Linked DNA regions of Hordeum vulgare: region 1 is linked to region 2. The links are chromatin contacts, called in public Hi-C maps. All regions are on one chromosome and are shown on one strand. Each heading gives the region's core, a stretch centred on a gene start, on an enhancer-like site or on the middle of the called end of the contact. The rest is flanking DNA. Distances are from core to core; before and after follow the strand shown. Region 1 holds the start of LOC123443897 (polypyrimidine tract-binding protein homolog 1-like). Region 2 holds the start of LOC123439978 (probable galactinol--sucrose galactosyltransferase 1).

Region 1 (7,025 bases), core at 4,193-6,692, 220 kb after region 2:
CCAAGAGTTCTTATTTATTCTATTTTCCATTGCACGTCGCTGGGTTACTACAAACAACAATGACCCCTTGTGATTTTATGAACGTTGATAACTTCTCCGTATGAAATTATGTAGAGCAACTGGGCTCATTATTGTGATCTACCATCGTCAACAACATTGATATTTCACACCCATTTCAAGCTGGTGCCGCCCGTGTTGTCCAAAAGTCGTGTGTGCTCTCCGTGCTAGGCCGCAGCCTTTTTCTTGAGGTGTCTGTTGATTCTACCCATATCATCCAGGTTTCTATGGAAGAGGAACGAGAGTATAGCGTATAGGTGATTTCTTAAATCCAATGATTTTCCACATATGTTTCCAAGACAAATTGTCACTATTTTTCTGCTACCACAATGATTCATCTCCATGCAGTCCAAATGATATACATACATCAGTAATCTATTGGTTAAGTGAAGTCACTTACATGAGAAGAATCAGAAGTTAGAGTTTATGCTCTACACTAGCAATATGAAGTGTAGTAATAATATAATTAAATCATTATCTACATATATCAAATATGTCATAGTATTTATTTGAATTGTTGTCTTATTTGATATGTGGATGTTACTTCAAAAATTCACAACAAATTTCTGCAACAACGCGTTGGGCGTCATCTAGTGTGCACCAAAACTGAGCACACAACTACGAAGTCAGGAGCCACAATAAAATGGTCGCCGGCAAGTACTCGCACATGCGTTTCTTACATACACATAAGCTAGCTAGCGATTAAACGGATGAAGCGGCCTACCAAATCGAGGATACTGACCTCCCTGCCCCTGGAAGGCCATCATCTGCGGCCCGGCACCAGGAGGAAACTGCTGGTTGCCATATACCGGAAACTGCGGCATTGATTGCATATGACCTTGAGGAAATGGCGGGCCTCTGTAACCTGGACCTTGCATCATTTGAGGACCTGGAGGTAGCTGCTGCCTTCCATGGCCAGGGAATGACATCGCTTGATGATTGGGCATCTGTTGATTTCCTTGGACTGAATGCTGTGCCATTTGAGCTTGATTTGAGCCTTGCTGGAACCCTGGGGCTCCATAGCCTTGTGGGACTCCCTGGCTGGCGCATGGTGGTGCTGTAGAGCCAACAGCAAGCATTGGCTGAGGACCAAGAATGGAAGGTTCATGGTTAGCTGGAGCACTGTTCCCCCCAGTGTAATCTCGGCCTCGCTCATTATTGATCTGAAACAAGATAAAAACATCACCAAGGATTTAATATCTGATATTAGTACATATCAGCCACAATTAGTTCTGCCTGGTGCATCAAATTTTTTATCTCCCAGCACGATGATACATGTGTTATACTCCCTCCTTTCCTAAATATATGTCTTTTTAGAGGTTTCATTAAAAGACTACATACGAATGTATATAGACATACTTTATAGTGTAGATTTAATCATTTTGCTCCGTATATAGCCTCCTAGTGAAATATCTAAAAAGACATATAATCCCTCCGTCCGGAATTACTTGTCGCACAAATTGATAAAAATGGATGTATCTAGAACTAAAATACATCTAGATACATCCATTCCTATGACAAGTATTTCCGGACGGAGGGAGTATTTAGGAACGGAGGGAGTACCAAATTTGAACATAATGAGGGAGTGGTGAATTACCCTAACATTAAGATCGGTATGGCGTGAAAACGCGAGGTGAAGCTTGCAATATCCACCTTCATAGATGCTGTGTCCTTCTAATGCTTCCTTTGCTTTAACTGCAGTTTGAATATCTGCAAGAAAGGCGTAAAAGTTTGAGAGACATGCTGCACGCCAAAACTTTTGAGTCTTGTGTGCTTGTAAATTGATCTTTTTACCTGGATACTGGATTAGTGCGTGGAAGCCAGAGTTCTTCTCAAAAATAGCAATCTTTTGTACAAACCCAAAAGCAGAAAAGACCTGCCAATTACAGGAACAACTGGTTGGTGCCAAGTGTTTTACATATGATGGTTTCACGGTATTTAATACATTACCTCATGAAGAGCATCTATTGTAACAATATACTGCATATTCTCAACTGACGCAAGCAGAACATTGCTCTCTGCCTCCTCCTTTTTCCCATCCTGGGCCTAACCCACAACTATGTTAGCATAAGAACAATATCTAATCATATATGCACGGAGGTTAGAAGTATTACCACTCCAGATCCCTCAATAGCAGAAGGTGCAAGGGGAAGGTATGGGTTTGTATAGTCCCTAAAGAGGAAAAAGAAACCAATAAGTAAAGGATCTTTTGAACGCCAAAATGAGAGGAAATAGGTGAATGTGATGAACATTCATCAAGCAGCAAGACGGCAATTCTTACCTACTCCTGTGACTCTGAAACTTGACATTTAGAACAGAGTGTGCTGAATAATTTATTCTTAAAGTGCAGGACCCATCAAGTTCTGGAAGCAAGTAGCTGCAGCAGAAGCATAAATAGTTATCCATCAGTCTTGAAAAATAGTACAATAGAAATATATATATATATATATATAGCCTGAGAACAATACCTAGGAATGCATCTGCCATCCAGAGCAGCTTTTGCAGATGATGCAGTCTCAGCATCAGAGAATTGTATCAATGCCTAGAAGACAGAAAAAAGAACATATTCGTATAAAATCTACCAGGACAAAGATAAGGAAATCATGCTGCTTGTTCTTATAAAGAGAAGCCACCATGCGAGAGTTCAAGGGATGATCAGATGAGAACTGTTACTAAATTACAAGTTAAACCGTTACCTGGTAACCAGATGCCTTCTCAAAGGTAGCAATCTTGTGAACATATCCAAAAGCAGAAAATACCTGGGTAAATAAAGATAGGCTGTCAATATGACAAGTAAAATAATGTAGTAAAACCAAATGCATGCATTTAGATAATTGGAAAGACAAGCAAGCTTAAATCAGGAAAATAAGCTACAAAGGCCAACTAATATCTGAATGCAGAGCACCACAAAGACTTTAATATAAAGCATGAAGAAAAGCAGAGAAGCATACAAAGTAAATTCCTCACTAACCATGACACTCACGGGTAAGAGTTTGGAGACAAGTTTTGTGGTTTTACTAGCAAATCATTTTTTCAAATGGAGTCTTCTAAACCGCTAAAAATACAAAAAGATGAAATAATTATACTATGTTTATCCTGACACAATTATAACCATAGAAGTTCTAATTATGTTATTACCGAGTCAAAACTTCCCATTTGCTAGCGTTTATAACAGATGGCGAAGAAAAGGAAGGAATTCAGCAAGCAACAAATCTACATAGCATTGATATTCCAGTGCCGTCGCTAAAAAAAGGAACTACGAGTTCAGCTAGCCAAGGTTCCAACACTAAAAAAACAACTTTTAGGCATGTCTTCGCATCGGCAAGTGGTAAACTGTTAAAAAAGTGCAACCTCAATTGAACAGAATTGAGCACAGGTTTGTCAGCACTTGGGACTTGAGGGCATAGAAAGTGATAGAAGCATTTCCTAAAGCCAAACAAGCACAAAGTGTATAACAAAGGATACACTGCATGTTGAGGCTTTACGCCTTTACTGATCAATTGCTGTAGATTTTAAAATTTACTGATCTATAGTTATGTATAAGTATAGGCTAACTGTTCAAGGCTCCAACAAGATAACTGTTATAGGATTGCTCCGTAACATCATTTATGTGTGATGCAAAATATTATTTGCCGATATTCTTTTAGGGCATGAATAATGTATGCATGTTTAGTTGTTTTGGCAAAAAGAAACAAATTATTGCCTCAAGCCTATTTGTGATATAACAGGGAACCACAATTCTAGCATCTTCATCTTGTGTTATCCTTATGGTAACAGCTTCATCTTGTCCTGATGGCTTTCTGGAGATAGTTCTAAACAATGCTATCCACACATCTTTATTTGTTCCTGTACACATCGTGTCAAGTACTTCGGAAACATTAAATTCAAAAAGCATTTCATGCAATCCTCATTGAGACAACATGTAAACCAACTTTTTGGCACTAGGTATTACGTAGTCAACAAACATGAGGAGGGAGGGAGGAAGGGGGAGGGTGGGAGGAAGAGAGGGAGGGAGTGGATGTTAACATCCTAGTGGAGGATATAGTTTGAGGGAAGGGAAGGGGGTAGGGCAGCGATGAGTAAGGGAGAGGAAACAAACACACACAGTTGTTCCTGATGCGGTTGCCAGTCATGATACTCCGTGACAACGGCCTGCTAATCCATTTGGACCATGTAAAAAATGGGCTACAAGTTACTAAGGCAGTCCTGGCAAATCAAATTAATCCTGCAGACAACATCAGACTAAGTAAACAACAGAAATAATGTTACAACTCTTTAACTTCCTTACCAGGTGCAAAACATCTATGCTCACAGCATCTGGCAGAACACCCTCCATTGTCACTAGCAAAACATTGCCTGCAGCATCCCCGGTATTCTTGCTGTTGACAATCTCCTGTCTATTGGAGTACTGAAGGTACACATTTTTGCCTCTTACCTGTGCTGGCTCGGCTGATGATGCATAATATGATATCATAGCAATTGCCTGATTTTGGTCAGCCTGCAAAGACAGCGTGTAAAACTTATCTTCTGTTTGGTATCTGAGCATACTCATATTACAGTCTGGACTTGTATTTTTCCGCATAATGGGTTATAATTCCTTGAGACAAACTCCAGACACAATTTCCATCAAGATTGCGCTCGTTTTTGTAAAGAACATGACAACAACTAAGGTTGGTTCATGTGCCAAGATATCTTATGGCTCTAAAGGCCTTAACTGTTTATGAATGGTGAACTGGGTGGCGCCAGGCAGCTTTGGCCACAGCAACTCACTGACTAAATACACGAACAGGACGCCCCTTTACCAAAAAAAAAAAAAAGCAAGGCTAAAATACGCTCATCCACAACTCGATCTGGGAGGAAGGGGTGGGTGGCTGGCTGAGGGACGCACATAGGCCGAAACTAGAACGAGAATACAATCAAGGATCTGGAACTAATACTCACGAATTCGATGAACGCCTGGTTCCTGTTGGCGCCGACGTTGCACTTGGTGTTGACGACCTTGCCGAAGAGGCTCCCCAGCTCGGTCAGCTCCTCGTCCGTGCACTCCCACGGCAGGTTCCTCACGTGTATCACCTTCGATGGAGGCTGGGTGTACCGGAACTGCGGGTTCCCGCCGGAAGCCATCCCCACTCCCGCAAAAGCTCCTCCTACCTCTCGATCTTAACTCGGCACTGATCGCGATAAACAGATCCCCTTAGGAGGAAACTGCCAGTGGATACGCACGCAACCAAGGCGCATAAAGTAGGAGCCTGTACTTAACGGCGGCGAGCGGCCGTTGCGGTTCTCGTCGACGATGTGGAGAGGCGAAAGGCCGGACCGGAGGAAGACGAGTTGGATTTGGATTCTCAAATCAAAAGGCTTCGGAGCAGCCTGCCTAGGGTTTCGTGTGGGGATCCTCGGAAGAGAGTATGGAGCAAACTTCGGACAAATGGGCCGTCGCCACGGATTATTGGACCGACACAGGCCCGGCATGGCGTGCGAATAAAAGGTCAGGCCGGCCTTCGGCTCGTCACGGAACAACGCCGGGCCAGCACAGCCTTAAGGCCTCGTTTGGCACGAAGGGATTCAACATGTTTCGAGAAGAAAATCGTCGAAAGGGACAGAAACCCCATAAAACTTCGGGCGTCCATTTGGTAAGAGGGGTTTGCTTAGTCGAATCTTCTCCATTCTCCTTCAATTCCTTTCTATTCATGTGTTTCAGGATCCTCCTCGAAAGACTGGTGGAAGCAAAACCCCGAGGATTTGAGAGGATTGGGTGAAAGGAAGGGATTCACGAAATCCCCTCAAATCCCCTCCTCCCCAAACCTCCTCAATCCACTTCTACCAAACAAAGCTTAAGAGTTAATTAGGGTCCGCCCGTCGCCTCTCCACACAGCCCAAGTCAACATTTTTAGCATTGTTTGCCGGGAACTCCTACCTGCCGCTCGCTGCGGCAGGAGGTCGCTCCAACGCACAGGGGCCGTCCAACTGGCCCGGCCTAACTTTTTTTTTATAAAAATTTGGATAATTTCCTTTTTTTCTTTTTTTCTTTTTTGTTTATTTCTTTTTTTCCTTTTTTGGCTCGTTTTTCTTTCCGTGTTCCTTTTTTCTTTTTTTATCAAAACGAACAAATGTTGAATTTCTCAATCATTTTTTGAAACCATGAATATTTTAAAAATCAGAGACCAAATATAAAAGCAAGAAAACTTTATGAATATTGAGAACAAATTTTCAAATCAGGAACAATTTTGAAAAATCCTGAAAAAATTTGGAACTGCAAACAATTTTTTAAAGCACGTACATTTTTTGACTCTTGAGAAAGAAAAACAGGGAACAATTTTGAAAACCTTAAACAAATTTGGCAGAATAAACAATTTTTTAGAAGCACAAACATTTTTTAAACTCCAAATATTTTTTGAATATTGAGAACAATTTTTAAACTCCAAATATTTTTTCAATCCTGAGAAAAAAAATTAAAACAGAGAGGAATTTTGAAAACCCCCAAAGAAATTTGGAAGCGCGAACTATTTTGAAAAAAAATTAAAAAATGGAGAACAAATTTTTAAAGGATGAACATTTTTTGAATCTTGAAAAGAAATTTCGAAAATGAGAACAATCTTGAAAAATTGTAAACAAATTTGGAAGCCCGAACAATTTTTTAAACATATTTAAATCAACTAAAAATTTCTAAATGGAGAACAATTTTCAAACATTTTTCGAATTATAAGAAAAATATTTGAAAATCCAGAACATTATTTAAAAACCTCAAACATTTTTCCTAAAATCGAGAATATTTTTTCAAAGAGCAAAAACATTTTTGGAATTTGACGAACAATTTTTGAAAATCCGGAACATTTTCGTATTTATGAATGAAGTTTGAAAAATCAATAAAGTTTTGAAAAAAAAGCAAGAAATTTTTTTGAAATTTAATAACATTTTTCGTATTTGTAGATCATTTTTTGAAAATCCAGAACATTTTTTGAAACAGA
Region 2 (7,215 bases), core at 3,623-6,122:
GCAAAGAGCGTTAAATATGATTTTCCTTTCAGGAGCCCAGGAGTGAAATTATAAATTTTGGGCCGCCAGATTTGTTGGGCCATAAGGTGGGCCTAGGATGGGCTGAGGCCCATAGGGTGGGCCTAGGATGAACAAACCACTAGATTCCCTCCGGCTCGACCTGACGCGTGCGTTTCCCTCCCTCTAAGTGACGGCGAGAGCAAAGTCCGTGGAGGAGGCCACACTCCGGAGCACCGCGACGTGCGTCTATGCATGCCATGTTATTTTGACATGGAAGAGGAACCACCAAAAGATCTGGTGGCATAGCTACCCCTAGAAGCACCCCAACCGCACTCGTAGACATGCGAAGAACATCCCCGTGAACAGTAGTCTATTAAGATATTTAGTCATGTTTTAAAATTATGAAAAAATACCACATATCTTGCATCACATGTCTACACGATGCAAAAAATCCATGAATTTTTAATGCTCCTACTCTTCAGAACAATTCACGCAACAGCAACACCGACAAACGTTACCTCGGTGTCAGCGCCGTTCGTGTGGGGGTCGCACCTGAACAACCGTACGCTAGGTGTTTGAACCTACCGCCACCCTTTAGGACATGCAAGAGCTGCCGATGCGGTGTTTCGGTGGCATAGCTACCCCCCGAAGGCCACCCGACCGGGCAAACCCTAGCCCCGTTGACCCATAGATCTAGGCCTTTGACTTTCGCCGGACGGGCTTTGACCAGTGCACTCTTCTACGTGGTTACGATAGGTCAGCCCATAGGAACACCCCCAAACATGGTCCGGACCCAACCAACCACTAGATTCTCTCTAGCTCGACCCGACGCGCGCGCCCCCCCTCCTCTAAGTTACGACGACAGCAATGTCCGTGCAGGGGGGCCACACCCCGGAGTCCCATAACATGCGTCTACGCATGCCACGTCACTTTCAGACATGGAAGAGGAACCACCACAAGATCTGATGGCATAGCTACCCCTAGAAGTTCCCCGACCACACTCGTAGACATGCGAAGAACATCCTTGAACATGAGGTCACGTTTGTGATTTGAATATACTTATAAAAACATGTCAAAATAGATGCAATTATTAATTATTTGTGATTTGAATATAATATAGGGACCTATATGCAAAAATACATGAGGTCACGTTATTAACATACCCGAAACAAATTCACACTGCATATTCATAATTTATGAAAAATTATACCCCAAATTGATATATAATTTACGTAAGCTTATGTTAAGATAAGTCAAATTCTACACGAGGAAGCCTCGAGATGATGGAACGTGGCAAACTGTCGGCATACCTGTACGTTCCACGGAGCCTCCAAATGATGACATGTGGCGAATTTATGTTGACGGTGGCCGTCCACATAAATGCACGCCCTAAAGAGCTACCGAACGATGACATGTGGCAAGGGTATGCCAACGACCTGACCGTCAGCACAACTATGCGGACGACCACCATTAGCGTTGTCGGTGTAGTTGGACGACGTCAACTCGCCATCTGACATCAGGCAGGCGGTCCCACGTGTATGACAACAGCCTACCTACACCAACGGCCACCATCGGCATAATTGGGATTTGCCGATGTTTTTTCTGTGCCGACGGAGGCTGTAGGCATACCTAGACCTACACCGACGTCTTTTCTGCCCCGATGTTTTGCTGCCGGCCGGTGGCATACGATTATCTATGCCGACGGATGGATTCAGCCATCGGAACAAAACTTTATTCCGGTGGTGAGAGGCCTCAGGTATGAACAAATATATTGTTTGCCGTTTGCATGAGTATGTGAGAGAGGTAGTTAAAATTAGCGACGTGCCGTAGGAGATGGACAAGCCTGCAGAAACAAGATCAGTGCTGAACTACGTGGTTTGGGACCGCTCTGCTCCATCAAAAGCAGCTCCGCTCCATCAAATCCACTTTGAAGCAGTTTCATACGGAAGTTGAAGCTCTTTCAAAGAAAACGTTTGGCTTTTATCCAACTCCAGCTTCACGAATGGAAAATTTGATGGAAAGGATCTATTTGATTGGATGAGAGGGGAGAAACGAAGGGGTATCCACTTACGGGTGGCAGTGGTGGGTAATTTCGCTCCAACTCTAGCTTCTACAATTTTATGGAGCACCTCATAGAGAGCTTCATAAAAAACAGAAAGTTGAACCCTAAATTCTAGTTTTTTTGTGAAGCTGTATATAGTGAAGCTATCCCGTTTGACTTATATTTTCTAGAGTTAAGCTGAATTTTCTGAAGTAGAGCAGTCCCAAACTCGATATGGCCAAGCGTTACCTTGAGGGCACGCCCCAATTTCAATAGGAGCACCGGAGTACGTATATAAAGCATGCAGGTAGCAGCTGCATCCCGTATCCACAGCAAGAAGCAAGACCTGTTCCTTGTGTACAGAAGTGCTAGCTACCAACAATGGCCATCCCGGCTAAAGCCAGTAGCAGCTCCTTCTCCATCGCCTGCCTCTTGGCCGCCATCTTCCTGTTCTCCTCGGCCCCACGGAGCCACGGCAGTAGCATCGCCATCTACTGGGGCCAGAACGGCAACGAGGGCACCCTCGGCGAGACCTGCAGCACCGGCAACTACGGCTTCGTCAACATAGCTTTCCTCTGCAGCTTCGGCTCGGGCCAGGCCCCACAGCTCAACCTCGCGGGCCACTGCGACCCCTACTCCGACGCCTGCACCAACCTCACCGCCGACATCAACCTCTGCCAGTCCAAGGGCGTCAAGGTCATGCTTTCCACAGGGCCGGCCATGTGTTTCGGGATGCCCTAGACGAACTCAATGACATGGGCCCCTATGTTAAGACCATATATTTTTAGTTTAAAATTTAACTATAATAATTGATTGACTCGATCGATAATAATAATAACAAAAATTCAACTTACTAAATCGACAATAATAACACTAAAATGATAGAGAAATGAAACTAAAATGACATGATTACTTCAAATAAAAACAAAGTTCTGACTTCATCGACAACAATAATAATTTAGTTCTTCAGAAAAAGTTTCTTCGGGCGTTTCTTGATGCAAAGTCATTAAAGGCACAATCAGAATTAACATTGTCCAAGATATCCTTTTCAAGATCAGCGTTTCTTCGGATGTTGGATGGCTAGTCTGCCGGTCGGCCGACGCGCGCAGTGGCAACAAGCCGGTCGAGACGCTGCAGTACTGAAGCCGGCGATTCGTTTGACGATGGCACTCGAGACGAGCCGTCGAGCTGTCGAGGCGACCGGAAGACGAAGCCACGAACGGGTTTTACGACGTGTGCGTAAACTGGGTAATTGATCGCAGCCGGGTCTAACCATCTGATTTCTTCTTTTTTTGTATTATATATATATATTTTTTAATACGCTACAATGTACTCCCTCTATAAACTAATACTAGATGGGTGCCTTCAAATGATTCTACAGCTGGATCACCTGCAAATAAAAGAAAAACAAGAGTAATGTTACACATCATGAAACAACTGTGCTCAAGTCAATGGAGAGAAGTTTCCATGATTGTCTGAATTACCACTCTCCAAGCAAATTTCCAGCTCATCATTTTCGTTCCCCTGGAGTACGGCTCGGAATGAGCCCTCCAGGATCGGGAGGAAGACGGTGTACACAGCAGATTGCTCGTCTCCGGCACCATCGGCGGCCTCGACGATCAAGATGGTGCCTCGACGATCAAGAACTGCGTCTCAACGGGGATGTCGCGGCCCGATGAGCCCATCCTCTGTGTCATCCACCACATCTTGAACCTGAACCTGCACATGAATCGCAGGTCCTTGAAAAACCAGCATGCCACACCAGTTCAGCCAATTCTTTATTCTTTATGAATCGCAGGAGCTCCCTCCTATTTCAAGATATATTTTAACTATATTGTACTCCCTTCGTTCTTAAATATAAGTCTTTTTAGATATTTTACTAGCGGACTAGATACAGAGGAAAATAAGTGAATCTACATTCTAAAGTATGTCTATATACATCCGTACGTAGTCTTCTAGTGAAATTTTTAAAAAGACTTATATTTAGGAACGGAGGGAGTAATAAGTACTAAGAATTCATTTTTTGCCAGCCAAGTGTCCATGGTTGTTTACCTTTTTTAGGGGAAGAACTATAATGTCAAGAACAAACAGGAAGAGAAGGGATCCAGAATGTTGGTATTGAGTTGACGATTTCCTTTTATTAACAAAGCAAAATGTTGAAGAATTTTCCTTGTCTTTTTTAAAAGAGCGCGGAGACTTTTACCGCACACCTGAAGTTTTACGTTTCAGGAGTTACTACTACTCCTGTTTACCAAGAGTCAAGAGAAGACAAGATTGCAAACTGAATAGTTTCTCTGAATCTAGATCGTCGCACATGACAGACATCAAATAAGACACGCTTCAAATAATTGTGAAACAGATGACAGAGGAGAGGACCACCCGGACAAAACAGCTGAAGAGAGCTCAGGAATCGCAGGAGCAACGGAGAAGACCAACAGTCAGCGCAGCTCACCTGAGCTTCCCGACGGGGAAGACGCTCCGGCTGCCGGCGGGGGCCGACCGGACGCCGAGGAACGCGCCGTTGAGCATGCCGCCCCCGGCGGCCGGCGTGACGAGCACATTGTCGCGCACCTCCGTCAGGACCGTGGCCCCCAGCGCCGCCAGGCTGCCGTCCTCCTGGACCGCGATCCCGGCTCCCACTGTCATCTTCCTCCCCCCGCACCGCAGTCCTCCAATCAAAGCACGTAGGAAGATTTACGACGGTGGGATCTGTGGGTGTGGCGCGGCGCGCGGTTGTGGTGTTGGGACAGCCGAGTGCGCTCTCCCTCGTTTTATAGCCGTCGGGGTGGGGATCTTTTTCGGTTCGACCCCCCGGCAGTAGAGATTGAAAGGTTTGCGTTGCCTTCCGCATCGTGTTTTTTTAAGACACCTTTTATTTTGAGCCTGACCCGATCATGGCCACGGGTCGGGCCTCGGCGTAGATTTTGAGCCCGACGGCCGGACCGGGCCAGGCCAGGTTTGGACCTGTCGTTTTTGCACTTTAAGGAGAAGGTCTGGCTCGAGGCCTGACGGGTTTTTGATAAACTAACAAAAAGACCCATGCATTGCAACAGGAAAAAATAACACCACACATTTTTAATTAAAAAATTTAGAGAAAGAAATTAAAGAAAAAAGATAGAGTAGTAGTGCACAACCCATTAGACGTGTCAAGGCCCAGCCTTACCCACCTCCTCCACCGCACTCCCCCCTTCCAATAACGCCCGCACTCGCCTCCTCCTCTGCTCCTCCACCGCCTCCCACCTCTGCACCTCGCGACCACCTCCCATGGTGTGCTGTTGCGAGGTCGGCCTACGGGGCCAGTCTCCGGCAAGACGTACCCCGCCAGTTGCCTGAATCCTCTAACCCCGACGCCCCCACCTCCACGTATGCATCGCCAGCGCCTGTCCCTTTCCTTCGCCCCGAGCCCCCTCTGTCTCGCGGCTCCACTTCTGTTCGCGTCATCCCAATTTCTTCTTCTCGAATTTGTTCCTCTGTTGATTTCCCTTGCCTCTTGTAAAATCACCAAGACGCATGTATATAAAGTGATGAAATTATCTGTGAAGTATCGATGTGGGATTATGAGGGCAGAAGCGATAGCCCTCTCGTGCGTTTTCTGTCAGCCTAGATGCGTTTCTCTTATCCAATGCCATAGGGGGCTCTCTGCAAAAATGAAACGTTTTCCGGTTCGTAACACATAAAAAGGTACTGCGGGTTTAATTACCTAAAAGACAGGGGCTTTTTAAAAAACGGCAGCGGTGAGTTTTCCGACGGAAGCAATAACCTCTTTATATATATATATAAATGTAAAGATAAGAGTGTTTAGATTACTAAAATAATGTTCTAAATGCTTTTATATTAGTTTATGAAGGAAGTACATACATACAATATTATGGCCCCCCTCCTGTCGTGGGCGCTAGGCCGTCGCTCCGCCGGCCATACGCGAGGGCCGGCCCTGGCTCTCCATCGGCGGGGGCGCCGGAGGGTACACGCTCAACTCCGAGCAGGACGCCGCCGACCTCGCGCAGTACATCTGGAACAGCTTCCTCGGCGGGAGCTCGTCCAAGAGGCCTCTCGGCGACGCGGTGCTCGACGGCGTCGACTTCGACATCGAGGGAGGGAACCCGGACTACTACCGGCGCGCTCGCGGCGCACCTCAAGTCCTACGGCGGCAAGGGGGGCAACAAGGAGGTGTACCTGTCGGCGGCGCCGCAGTGCCCGTTCCCGGACCAGTGGGTGGGCAAAGCGCTCGACACCGGCCTCTTCGACTACGTGTGGGTGCAGTTCTATAATAACCCGCCGTGCCAGTACGTGCAGGGGAACACGGCCAACCTGATGGACTCATGGAAGCAGTGGACGTCCGGGGTCCACGCCGAGTACATCTTCCTCGGATTACCCGCGGCGCCGGCAGCGGCGGGGAGCGGGTTCATACCGGCGGGGAGCATGGAGTCGCAGGTGCTCCCGGCGCTCAAGGGCTCCGGCAAGTACGGAGGGGTGATGCTGTGGTCAAAGTTCTACGATGACCACGTCGGCTACAGCTCCGCCATCAAGAACGCTGTCTGATTTGTGACGATGGTTCATCTCGTTCCATTCTCGCACGATCTGTATGTTATAGGGACCGGACGACCGGTATTGTATAGTAGTTCGCCGCAATATGGTCTGCGTAGTTTACTTTATAACGGGCTAATTTTCTTTAATATTGTATTTTTTATTCTTTTTGAAAAATAATGCATCGATTTGAATATTTTTAAAAATAGGCCTGGCTCGGCCCTGGCGTGACCGACGGGAGGCTGTCGGCGTCGGCGTGGCCGACAGGAGGCCAGTCGGCCTAGGCCCGACCGATTAGTGGCTCTCGGCCACGTGGCGGCCGACTAGTGGCCAGGCCACGTCGATTGCCCTGTCGGCTCTGCCTGTCGGCCCTGGCGTAGCCGATAAGGCTATCGGCTTGGGGGAGGCCGACTAGTGGCCACTAGCCAGCCGAGGCAGCCCCTTCCCCCTCTCTTCCTCCTTCCTCCTTTCTTCCTCCTTCCTCTTTCTTCCTTCTCTCTTCTCCCATTCTACCTTATCTCCTTTCTCTCTTTCTCCTCCTACCTTCTCCCCCCACACAAAAAATCTTTCATTTTCACGTTTTGAACCGTACATTTGTTGTGTAAGGAGGAGGACATCCGAACTATCCGTCTCACTCGCGATGGGGTAGT

Evidence for each region. A called contact is a pair of places that touch in the nucleus more often than the background predicts.
Region 1: a Hi-C map of seedling shows a contact between it and region 2, with 4 times the contacts expected there. The contact joins the promoter of LOC123443897 here to the promoter of LOC123439978 in region 2. A contact is called at or near these places in 2 of 6 Hi-C or Micro-C datasets (leaf and seedling) and 1 of 1 datasets of contacts at active chromatin or transcription factors (embryo).

What each region holds. Positions count from the first base shown.
Region 1 is chr3H:373,792,991-373,800,015 of MorexV3_pseudomolecules_assembly, forward strand. LOC123443897 (polypyrimidine tract-binding protein homolog 1-like) reads right to left here and starts at 5,443. Exons shown (of 10, transcript XM_045120446.1): 1 at 4,999-5,443; 2 at 4,346-4,555; 3 at 2,754-2,816; 4 at 2,526-2,599; 5 at 2,339-2,434; 6 at 2,172-2,229; 7 at 2,008-2,103; 8 at 1,852-1,933; 9 at 1,655-1,767; 10 at 562-1,220. The coding sequence starts at 5,181. The coding sequence ends at 753.
Region 2 is chr3H:373,570,505-373,577,719 of MorexV3_pseudomolecules_assembly, forward strand. It overlaps LOC123439978 (probable galactinol--sucrose galactosyltransferase 1), which reads right to left and starts at 4,873. Exons shown (of 3, transcript XM_045116578.1): 1 at 4,494-4,873; 2 at 3,526-3,760; 3 at 2,937-3,431. The coding sequence starts at 4,687. The coding sequence ends at 3,661. It also overlaps the pseudogene LOC123439977.